Linked DNA regions of Hordeum vulgare: region 2 is linked to region 1. Evidence: chromatin contacts called from public Hi-C data. All regions are on one chromosome and are shown on one strand. The core of a region is the stretch at or near the end of the contact, and the rest is flanking DNA. Distances in the headings are between cores, read along the strand shown. Region 1 holds the start of LOC123403130 (probable protein phosphatase 2C 11). Region 2 holds the start of LOC123401488 (putative F-box protein At3g16210).

Evidence for each region. A called contact is a pair of places that touch in the nucleus more often than the background predicts.
Region 2: a contact with region 1 is called in a Hi-C map of leaf, with 2.1 times the contacts expected there. The contact joins the promoter of LOC123401488 here to the promoter of LOC123403130 in region 1. A contact is called at or near these places in 5 of 6 Hi-C or Micro-C datasets (leaf and seedling) and 1 of 1 datasets of contacts at active chromatin or transcription factors (embryo).

What each region holds. Positions count from the first base shown.
Region 1 is chr6H:115,446,737-115,453,061 of MorexV3_pseudomolecules_assembly, forward strand. LOC123403130 (probable protein phosphatase 2C 11) reads right to left here and starts at 3,008. Exons shown (of 12, transcript XM_045097092.1): 1 at 2,815-3,008; 2 at 1,733-1,844; 3 at 1,484-1,618; 4 at 1-14. The coding sequence starts at 1,798.
Region 2 is chr6H:115,644,125-115,649,848 of MorexV3_pseudomolecules_assembly, forward strand. LOC123401488 (putative F-box protein At3g16210) reads left to right here and starts at 1,605. Exons shown (of 2, transcript XM_045095311.1): 1 at 1,605-2,895; 2 at 3,697-5,724. The coding sequence starts at 1,806. The coding sequence ends at 3,701.

The sequences.
Region 1 (6,325 bases), core at 1,758-4,257:
AGCAATGCTGAATGCTGAAAAATTATACAGGACATTAAACAGTACATGAGAGAAAGATTTCAGAAATATGTTATTCTTTTGCAATATTTCAGAAACATGTTTAGTTTACATATCAACAAAATTGCAGCATTTGCAAGTGATCAACCATGCTTTATTGTGCAACAGAAAAATAGGTCAGATCACTGTGCTAAAGCAGCAGCACATATCGAAAGCATCACTACTATTACTGCAACATTGATTCACTAGAATCTGGAAAGATTAATAAACAAGAGCTTATGCATCCGATAATGATTGTTATTAAACTGAAAGCCTGAAACTATGACAAAATAAAATAAAACAATAGCACACCTATTCTTTGTCAATTCATTAAATGAACAAGTTTGGATATTGGAAATGGGCATCTCTTTTATGGTGAAAATAAATAATACATCAAATGTTTCATGCGCCCACGAAGTCCACACCAAGTTGCCGTGGAAGATAAATAACAGTGCTTCTATGCTCTCTCGGGACCTAGATTGGACAAATCGTGAAGCCACATAAAATAACTGGAGGAGCAGTTAGTGGTTGCGAATCAGGCATTCAGTTTAATGTTTTGTACAGCTCTCAGGAACTAGATTGGACAAATCCTGTAGCAACATTATGTCACAGGCAGGGGTGGTTGCGAACCAAGCATTTAGTTTAATGTGTTCTACAGTGCCGGCTTTACACTAGCTGGGAGAGAGCATAGAAGCACTAGTCAAAGTCAAAACTAGAATGTGTGGCCCCACCAGCTTCAAAGTATCAGCATTACTTTCAGGTAGTAAGTATGATCATGATAAGGAAGTTGGATCATGACAACAAGGTTTCTATTAAGAAATGAGCTCAAGGAAAAGTAGTAGCTACACCCAAGTTCATTGCACCCCATGATGACCAGTAAAATCAAAACAAGTAGCAAACAAAATCTGAAACTTCGTGGCATTGATTATGAACAAATATTTTAGGTGCTTGGAAAGTTTGGTGGCCAAATAACGTCAAATGATCTCCACACAGACGAAATACAAATTCTGCCCAAACAGTGGACATGTGTTTGAGCACAAATTTTGTTTTTCTTGCACAGAGCTCCTCAGATTTCATCTGGCCACTGAATTTTGCAAGCACCTAAAGCATTTGGTCATAATCGAAGCCACAAAGTTTCTGGGTTTTTTTTTAAATTTTATTTGCTATGTTTTCGGTCATGGGTGCATCATGTGGGTGCAATGTCCGTTGGAGTAGAAAAACCACTTTCATGAGCTCAATGTTGTTTTGGTTTACTCTTTTTTTTGTCTTTGTTTTCGTTTGGTCGTTCCCACCACTGGTTGTTTGTACTTTATAATCCTTATTGACGTTTTTCTTCTAATACACAACAACGGGCATCAAGGTACACGTTATAGAAAAAACAGACTCAATGTTCAGTGTTGTTAAGTGACATTAAACAATTAGAATAGCCTTGAAGTGGAAAACTCACAGCATCTTCCATGCTTGCACGCCACCCTTGCATAGATGAAAGACCAAATTTGAGTTTATCATTTTCCCCGTCTTCAGATAGCTTATCGGTCTTTGGAGTACTGAGGTAAACTCCCATCTTGGCAAGGAAAGAAATCTGCATATCATCAAAATGGAAACATAATAGAACAGTTAAGTACTGGAAATTAATCAGGTCATTCTGAATGACACTTACACCGACGGACACATCTGCTAACAGTGAAACATATACCTGCGATGTAGAATGGATACCACAGTTCAAGTAGCTGTGAACCTTGTTAACAACATTCCAGTGCATCAAATCTCAAGCTCCCATTACAGTTCCATAGGAAGCTAAAAAGTTCCTGAAGAAAATCAAGATGTCAAGAATCATCATCAAACAGAGGAGCAAAATCAGGCACATACAACAAGCCCAAATAGCAACAGAAAGACTGTGCATCAGCATGATACTTTGATAGGCCAAAATATCAAGAGCGCAACTGCCCAAATTAGCACGTAACAGATGTGGAAAATAGCAATGGAGATGAAACAGAATGAAAATAGCAGAGACAAGAACCTAAGACACTCAGATATAAGTGCCATGGATCACCAACAAGAACATATATAGTTTCCCAACTCGAACTTATCATCAAGACATCTCGAGCCCTCCATATAAGAAACCCAATCATTGTACGACAGACATCAGAAGTCACAAGCGACAACTGCAAAACCCCAATCATACCTGCACGGCAGCAGAAGTAGCCCAACCCCCGTGGCCGCCATAGATAATCTATGGCACTTTATTCAACCACCAGCAATAATTATCACAATTTATGATAATTCTTTTCAAAATGTCACACACAAGGTGGTACGAATTAAAACACGTCCAGGAAGCACATGCTTTTCTCATAAAATAAGCAGCAGGTGAATTCTTTATAATAAGATAATAATTGAATAAAATAAGCAACCACCTGTGCTGCTTCGTATGATCCACCCATGGAGCACACTACAAGTTAGGTTCGCGCAAATCTATCGCCAACAAACGAGAAATGGCGCATGATGACAGGGCATACAATGATACGGCCATTGCACAGAAACCATTCCCAGGTCTCAAATCTATACCATCTCCACTCCACCTCCCAACGGCTCCCAATTCGGCAACGAGAACCCCATCCCAAGATCGACTGCGATAACTGACAGTCAACAGCCCACCTCGAGAAACCCGACCTCGCGGAGGGCTGGGGAAGAACGGAGAAGAATGCACACCGGAGACACAGGCCAAGAAACCAGCTGCATCGAGAAAGGAAGCGAATTCTCGGTCAGGACTTGCTGTACCTTGCATGACGGCTGGCGCGGCGGCCCAAGGTGGCGGATCACGGCCGGGTGCGCGTGTGCCGGGCTGTCGCGGGGAGGGAGGGAGGAGATTCCGATTTGGAGTTTTGGAAGCGGCGCGGGACGGAGGTGGGCGGCCCTTGCGGTCGTGGAGGGGCAAGGAAGGTGATAAGATGCAGCGCGAGATGGAATTTGTCTTCTTTTTCGGTGGGCTGGCTGGTGTTGGTGGTGTCGCCGCTGACAGGAATGGAATACAAAATGTTCCGGCGTCACGTTCCTGTCACGGGAATTTTCCGTTTTAACGTGTCAGCAGTTCTTGTATTCCTCACAGCACACACTGACAAGAACCTACTCCCTTCGTTCCTAAATATAAGTCTTTTAGAGCATCTTTAACATGCGCACTATACAAACGCCGCGTCGCAAAAAAGGCAGTTTTAGCGCGCGCGCAACGCGGCGGGCAGCTCCAACGGACGCGCAAAAACGGGCGCGCGCGTCATTTCCAGTTCAGCGCGCTGGCCGAAACGCAATCATGCGCCCCTTATTTGCTGCGCCGGCTCCCGCGCGCGCGACTCTTCCGTGCTCGCTCCTCCGCTCTCGCGCGCTCGCTCCTCCGCTCTCGCTCCCCCATCCGGCCGCGCCCCGGGCGACCTTCAGCGCTTCCCCGGCCTATCCCCGCGCCGTCGTCGCCGCCCGCGCCCGCCGGCGACCACTCAGGCGCTTCCCCGGCCTGTCTCCGCTGCGGGCGCCGCCCGCGCCCCCCGGCGACCGTTCAAGCGCTTCCCCGGCCTCCCCGCGCCGCCGCGCTTCCGCCCCACCTCCTCCTAGTCCGGCCGGCCCTCGCGCGCCTCCGACGTCCGAGGAACAGCGCCCGAGAGCTCGCTGCCGCGCCGCGCCCGCAAGGTTTGTGCGTGCTGTGCGCGCTGCATTTTTGGGCACTGCTGGAGCGGCGCGCGCGCTGCATTATAGCGTGGCTGTTGTAGCCAGCGCTAAACCAGCCGAAGCGCGCGCGGCAAACGCATTTTTTGGACGCGGCGCGAAGCGCGGCTATTGGAGATGCTCTTAAGAGGTTTCACTAAAAGAACTACATACAGATGTATATAGACATGCTTTAGAGTATAGATTCATTCATTTTGCTTCGTATGTAGCCCTATAGTGAAATCTTTAAAAAGACTTATATTTAGAAACGGAGGGAGTACTTCTTAATGTCCAATGGCAGGTTTTAATATTTCTCTTTTTAGATAAATACATCGAAGTATAATAACTTGCGCGAAAAGATCAGTTTAGGGTGTGTTGGTAGCTCGTATTAGGCCCAATCAGTCTCGTCCGGGGAGAATACATCATGTTTGGTGTTCATACCGTTTGGTTCGCATTGCGCGAACTTTAAGCATCTCTGAGCCAAAACCGTTATACGTCTGAATTGACAGTTTTTAAAGGGCGAGGCCCGACCGAAGGAGGGAGGGGAACGTGCCGCTACATTCGTGCGACCAATGAGATGACGAGATTTCGCATGCGTCTTCAAAAAGTCGACACGAGGATTTTGGCTCACCTCCCGCCAATTCAATCGCCCCTATTTCGCTCCTTCGCCTCGCCGTCTAAACTTTCGCCACCCTTCTCCCCCATTTCGAGTTTTCCCTCAGGCACACATCGGCGCGGACGAGCAGGTAAGTTGCGCTCCTTCTTCGGTCGACGGTCCATGACGACGGCGACTCGTGTGTTCACCTTCTCCGACCATTCTCGTGTCTCCCTTGAGCTGCAGTCATGGCCTCCGTGAGTTCAATCACCCATTTCTGTTTGTTCGTTGTGTACAGATCTGAGAGCATGTGGTGGCAGGGTTTGATGTTCAAGCATGTGGTAGGGTTGATTCGTGTGCCGATCTATGAGCATATGGTAGATTGTGTTGTTGTGGTAATTATTGGTGGTGGATTTGTAGCATGCTAGAGTAGTAGGATAGTGATGTATGTTGCTCATATCATAATCATCGAGTACTGTGTGCTACCTTGCTCATATCGTACATCGTCCAATAGTATGTGATATGCTTACTGTTAATGTGTGCTACAATTTGTAGGACATTATCACGCGGAGGCAAGATCTTAGTCAGACCATTGTCATGTCCGAGAGCCAGTTCGCTACATCCTATGTCAAGGACTCCTAGTACCCCTCGATGAGCACATGCCAGCTGATTCAGATGTGTTTGAGGTTTTAGGTGGTGGTTCTATTTGTGTGCCAGTTATGCTCGTTGAGCCAACTGGTGTTGTTGTTGTTGCTGCTGCACTGACAACAGCCACAACGCAAAGAAGGATGGTAGGGGAAAAAACATGAAGTGGCAACCATTCATGTCCAGGTTCGTGCTTAACAAGATATGAAACTCATATCTAGAGGGGTTAGGACTGACAAGGGCTTCAAGGAGGTGCACTTGAACACCGTTGCGTAGTAGGTGTTTGAGTTCTGTGGCCAGGAGGTGACCTTCAGTCAGGTGTACAACCACCTTAGGAAGTGGAGAGCTCGGTGGATCCAAGTGTCCAAGCTGAGAGATCTTAGCGGTGCCTCATGGGATGAGAACACTTGATCGATCGTTCTGAAGGGAGGGCACTACACTGGCCACACAACGGTTAGCTCACACACCCCTTGTTTTTCCACACTGTCAACCATTACCTACTCGCAACTAATAATGATGTGTTTCTTTATTAGGACCACCCCAATGACGCTGACTTCCTCAACAAACCCATCCATAACTACAACCAGATGCAACACATCTTCTCCTTCGGGCTGGCAACCGGCAAGCATGCCATGGGCTCAGGTGAGCCTCTCGGTTCGTCCATGTCGGAGTTCCCGGATACCCAGGACGCACAGGTAGTCCTTGATGGCCCTAACAAGCCCTATGAGCACTTCCCTGTGGTTGATAGGAATAGTAAGATGGGCGTCCTAATGGAGGAGGAGATCAGTGTATTCACCAGCATGACTGAGGCCATAAAGTAGGTGGCAACCGTCATTAGGGAGAGCAAGTCCTTCTACGTCCACCCTGACATGTGCAACTCCATAATGTAGCAAGCTGGTTTCAGTGATGAGGCTCTCATGGCTGCTTTGAGCCACCTACTGGACAACAAGGCCCAAGGTGTTGGGTTTGTTGCCATCGCAGACGCTCACAGAGTGCTTTGCCTCATGAGCTGGTTGGGCAAGCACTACTGCTAGAACTTCTTGTTGGTTACCGCGTGCATGATTATGGACGGCGATGGCGACGATGACGATGACGATGACTACGAATATTTGTGTTGCTATGGCTTGAAAACTGTTTGATGTTCTGTATACTTTGTTGAGGTAGTATATACTAACCCCACATGATGATAGTGAACTTGCGGCGGTAGGATGACAACCTCTTTTGAATGTGATGGTAGGGTGACACCATAATAGTGCTAGGCTGGAATTGCTATGCCATATGATCATGCATGCTTACTTCTTCTCTTTGCTCCATTGATTGATGTTTGTGTGCTCCTTTGCTTGCTGCTTCAATTGTTCC
Region 2 (5,724 bases), core at 355-2,854, 200 kb after region 1:
ACGCACCTACATGTATATGTGATACAAAATGTAGAATGTGCTTTTTAGGGTAAAATGTACATCCATTGTCGGAAATAGCTTTTGGAGGCCGAGCTGCATGAAGGCCTTCAAATGCAAACTTTAAATTCCTGTGAAAATTCGTATTTAACGTTTAAAAAATTCTAAAAAGAATACATAGATAGATGAATACATAATATACAAGTGTGTAAATTTTTAGAGCTAAATACCTTAAGACGGATGTTATACAAAAAGGTCAAATCTAAAGCTTTTTAACACATGATACTATTTATCATTCTATATTATGAATTTGTCTTTTTACATGTCGTGTTTCAAAATAATTTGGCTTGAAATTTTACACAGACATGGATCACAACCTTATTTAGTTGTATAATTTTTCCTGATTTTTTAAAACCGAAATTTTGATATTTATTTTTTTAAATGTCGGTCTTCATGGAGGTTGAGTGACAAAACACCATTCTCATCCATTGTAGACTTGAGGTCAACTCCAACCCGCGACCCCATCCTTGTTTGTCCGTGTTCGTTTGGGAAAAACGTAGACCCAACGGAAAGCCCAAATGAACAACTCTCGCAGTTGGTTTTCCAAACTTGCGCCACAAATGCTCGCGGACGGACAGAAACGGACGCTCACGTCCGCCCGTGTCCTGGTTGGTCTCAGAAAATAGAGACACATGGCACTTACTTCACGACCCGTGCGACCAGAGAGAAGACGCCGCCGCTCCGTTGAGGCCACCGATGCAGTGCCCTGTCGTAGTCTGCCTGCCCACGGATCCGTCCGCGGGCAGGCAAGCAGCAGGACGCGCTGGCGCAAGCGGTCGGCGAGGCTCGCAGGCGCGAGCAGGCTGGCGAGCACGCAACGCGCCCGGGGTGGGCGGCGCAAGCAGCAACACAGCACGGGGCAGATGCCAGCAACAGCAACGCGCGTGGCGGACGACGCGAGCAGGTAAGGGCAAGCGTGAGCGGGCGGCTGGCGCGGCTAGGGGCAAGCACGGCACGAGGCGCCCAAGCAGCAGCGAGCGAGCGGCTGATGTTGCGCAGGGCAGGCGAGCAGCAACGCGGGGCAAACGCGTGCATGCAACGGCAAGCAGGCAGGCGCGGCATGGGGCGCCCAGGCAGCAACAACGAACAGACTCAGATCGAGTCTATGTTGGAATTACGGGTCCTGCAACTATATTCAAATAATAGGAATTGCTAATATTTGAAATACCTCAGTATGGAATCATACATGTATTTATACATGAAATTACTTTACATGATTATCATGGAATTATTACTTGTTGGAATACTTAAGTATATACTTTAGGAAGCTGGTCAATTATCAGCGGAATACAATATATTTTATATATTGGAAAGACTACCCGGGTACGCTGATAATTGGAAGAAGCTAGATCGTGTAATTAGATTACGGCCCTAATATTGATCTACATAATTAGAGGAATTTATACTCTGTTATGATGCGTTGCTCACAAGCGCGTGCTTCGGGGACTCGACGGATAGGATCCGCTAACAGACAAATTATATCGTGGTTGGTAGTTTGATCTGGACTCTATCCGGAAACTAGTTTAAAGACTAGGAATCTTATAACTGTAAAAGAGGTGGACTCTTTGGAAACGCAGTATAAGAAGGTCCCTACCCCCTAGCCTCAGATATGCGATTGTGAGCGGCACCACAGATAAGCGTAGAGGAATAGGGGTAGACCACAAACCCTAAATTTCTAACCGTCTACACATACCCCCACCATTTCTACTGTAGAAAAAATCCGGCATCGCGTCGGCGCCTAGGCCGAGATGAGTAGCCTCCGCCGCCACGACCCCTCGCCGGCGTTGCCGCCGCTGGAGGACGACGACCTCCTCTCCGAGATCCTCCTCCGCCTCCCCCCACAGCCGTCCTCCCTCCCCCGCGCATCCCTCGTCTGCAAGCGCTGGCGCGGCATCGTCTCCGATCCAGGCTTCTGCCGCCGCCACCGCCGCAACCCTCCCCTCCTCGGTTTCTTCCAAGTAGACAACGGGTTCTCCTTCGTACCTTCCCTCAAGGCCCCGGATCGTGTCTCGCCCGAACGCTTCTCCTTGCAACATGAAGATCGTGACGGACACTTCGTCTCCTTCGGATGCCGCCATGGCCTCGTGCTCGTCTTCCTTGGGAAGCGTCTCGAGCTCCTTGTGTGGGACCCCGTCACCGGCGAGCAGCACCGCATTGCCTTCCCCCCAGGGTTCGACATGGATGAATATTCCATCAGCGGGGCGGTGCTTCGCTCTGCCGGAGACGTCAACCACTTCCAGGTGGCCTTGGTTGGCAGCAGTGAGAGACAAATTACGCAAGCGGTTGCCTACGTTTACTCGTCGGAATCCGGTATATGGGGCATTCTTATCACAACACCGCTTCAATCTGAGGATCGCACCATGATTTCTATGACCCAGCCTGCTGTGCTGGCTGGGGGTTCTCTTTACTGGTTGCTTGCTGGGAGTTCGGTTGGGATCCTTGAATTTGATATGGATAGGCAAAGACTAACTGTGATACCTATGCCAGTAAATGACCTCAGGTTTTTTCAGTTGTCGCTGATACGGGCAGATGGCGGTGGAATTGGTCTCCTCGTTTTATCAGGCTTCAGCACCCAATTTTGGAACAGAAGGGCCAATTCTGATGGTGTTGCTTCATGGGTGTTGGGAAGAACCATTGGAAATGACCAGCTACTTCACTTGGAAGCAGAGGAAATGGGGAGCCAAATAATACTAGGGTTTGCTGAGGAAAATAATGTGGTTCTCTTGTGGACAATTGACGGTCTTGTCATGTTACAGGTTGAGTCACTACAGTTTGAGAAAGTCTTGGGAACCAACATCATCACTTACTATCACTCATTCGAAAGTGTCTATACTGCAGGTAATATCATAATTTATGCCATGGGTATAATAAAACCAAGTTATTTTTTGATAATTGTTTGATGTAATACCGTGCACACACTTTCTTGTTAAGCTATCAATTTTAAGTAGTGTCATATCAGGTTTTTTTTGCGGCTTGATGACCTTTCAACATATAGCGATGCAGTGTTCTGTTTTGAGGCTTGCATGCCACGGATGTAATGATTATGATCTAGAAAATATCTTTTAGTGTTATGTGTATTTATCTTACGTTCTGTAGCCAGGCAGTGGGCATTGGCCTAATGTTAACTTCACTCAGTAATGTTTATGGTTGAAGTCAGAGCTAGCAAACTGTATTTATCACTTTATTATATAAATACCCATGAAGTCAGAGCTAGCAAACTGTATTTATCACTTTATTATATAAATACCCATGCATACAATAAAACAATGAATACCAAGATTTGCAAATTATTTGTGTTATAATTGAACAAAATTTGACTCTTGCCTGAGTATTGACATCTGCAGGAACTGAATGGTTTTAGTGCATAGCTGCAGTCCAGTTTTTCTCTCAAAATAAGACAACATAATATTGTGAAGTTGAAGATAACTACATGACTCAATAGATACATTGGAAGCTTAAAGATAGCTCTGATTCTTCCATTCAATATTGTTATCTCATTCTACAAATCTTAAACTCATAATGATGAATTTATTTGAAATATACAAATGATTTTTCATTTTATCACTTTTATGAGGGTCACTGCTGCGAGTAGCAAGTCATTTTCTACCAGAGAAAACTAATAAATTCATTTCCTTTTAGGCTAAATTTACTCGAAGATTATATTTCTATATTTCCAATATGGCGGGGAATGAGCGTAATAATTCTGGATAACTGTCTCTTCTGACAAGCTAATAGTCTGAGTGTGCGTCTTTTTCATTTTTATGATAATCAGTCTTTACTCTTTTTTTTTTGGAATATTCATTAAATTTGACAGGAGGTCTGTTTTTTTTATCTTTCCTTCATGCTGCCTCAAACTGTATCTAAATATCTTGAAATGTCCTTGTATCTGTTTGGCTTTTTGTTGGAATGTCGTTGGTTGTTTGACCTTTTATGCTTGCAGAAACATCCATTGGTGGTGGACATGATGGAGCTGATCTTTTGTACACATAAGATTCTTGTCCGGTTAGATATGCTATTGTGATGCGTTGAGCAGGTAAGCTTATCTTCTGCAAGCAGGTTCAGGCACTTGAACTCTTCTTAAACAAAATATATTGCTTTCCTTTTTTACTGCCATTTCTCAAGCACAAGAGAGGATCCAGGTTTTCTCTACGACACTTTGCTTAGCTGTTGCTCATCTGGCCACCTGCAACGCCCTCCTGTCAGGCTACATATTTGATCTTTTCTGGACACCATGCTTTCTCATCCCTTCATTAGCAGCTCTCCATTCTCTTCCTCATGCCTTCACCCACCTACCTTCTCTGATGTTCTGCCCCCTCTCTATTGGATGTGCTCTTTCACTTTCCTTCCTTGTTCATCGACCTGCCTTCTTTTCAGTTACCTTCTCCTTAATACTCTCCCAGTTCTGTTAGACAGGTTCTCCCTCTAGCTCCTCTGCTGACTGCTGACTTAGGACCCTTCCCTTTTTTGTGCATTTGTTTGTGTCTGCTCGTAGATGAGAATGATGCCATGTTTAGCGGTCGCATAAATAAATACATCATATTTCACGTGCTTCATGGAAGCTCTTTTGTTCCTCTTCTACCACATGCCACATTGAATTTGATTATTTTTCATCGTTATGGATATATCAAGTCATAGTTTTATTTGTATGTTGTTCCCTCTCATTTGCTGTGTATGTTCTTTGTTTATACAGATTTATAGCTATGCCATTTGCCTGTTTCACATTGGTGATATGATATTTGGGATCATTACAGACTATTATGATACTTGAAGAGCATGCTCTCAGTAAATACTAGGACTATTTATCATTTTGCTTGCAGTTGTTACAGTTTTATGGACAATTGTTCTAATGCCAACTGGTTTGCTTAAATATTTTCTCAGCATATCTCTCAATGTTTTTCTAACTGGCATATGTAACTGCCAGTTATCCAACTATTTGTAATAATGGTTTGTGGGCAGTATGTTTTCTCCACATTTGGTCATGTTAGGTGTTCAATACTTCATATTAAATGCATGATCAAAATGGCCAGATTCACCATAAATGCTACTTTTATCATGAATTGCATCTTGCACTAACATTTATCATTAGAAGTGTTGGCCAAGGTATTGTTTCGATGTTGTACAGATTTAAAATTAAAAAGAATGAAATATATTGTAGATTGAATGGAAGTGTATCTACTGATAAGAAAAGTACGACTACGAGCTGAGCTGGAAACCAGACGTTCCTCCTTTTCTACCCCATGACCCTCATATGCATATCAAAACAAAAGAACTGTTTTAAATGATTTGATAAGCTAAACTGTTCAGAATTGGCCTCTGATGGACTTCTTTAAACAACCAACTTTTAGCCTCTACTAAGATGGAATGCGGCCAAAAACATGATGGTGGCAATAGAATTTCTTGGTGTGCCAGTATTCTACAAATTACCTATTGCTTCTCTATGTTTGTATTGCTGGCATTGTGTTAATGCTGAGAAGATCCAAATTTGGAGGTTTTGGTAGAAGTCCACAATATTAGTGAATCCAACGTTTACTGTTTGGATCATACAAAAAATCGGCGATGTAACTTTAGTAGCTTTTGGATGAATGACTTGTACAGATTGGTTTGACCGATGAACTGGAATTACATTCCGGTGGCAGATGCAGAGATGGCTTTTCTGCTGTAGGATTT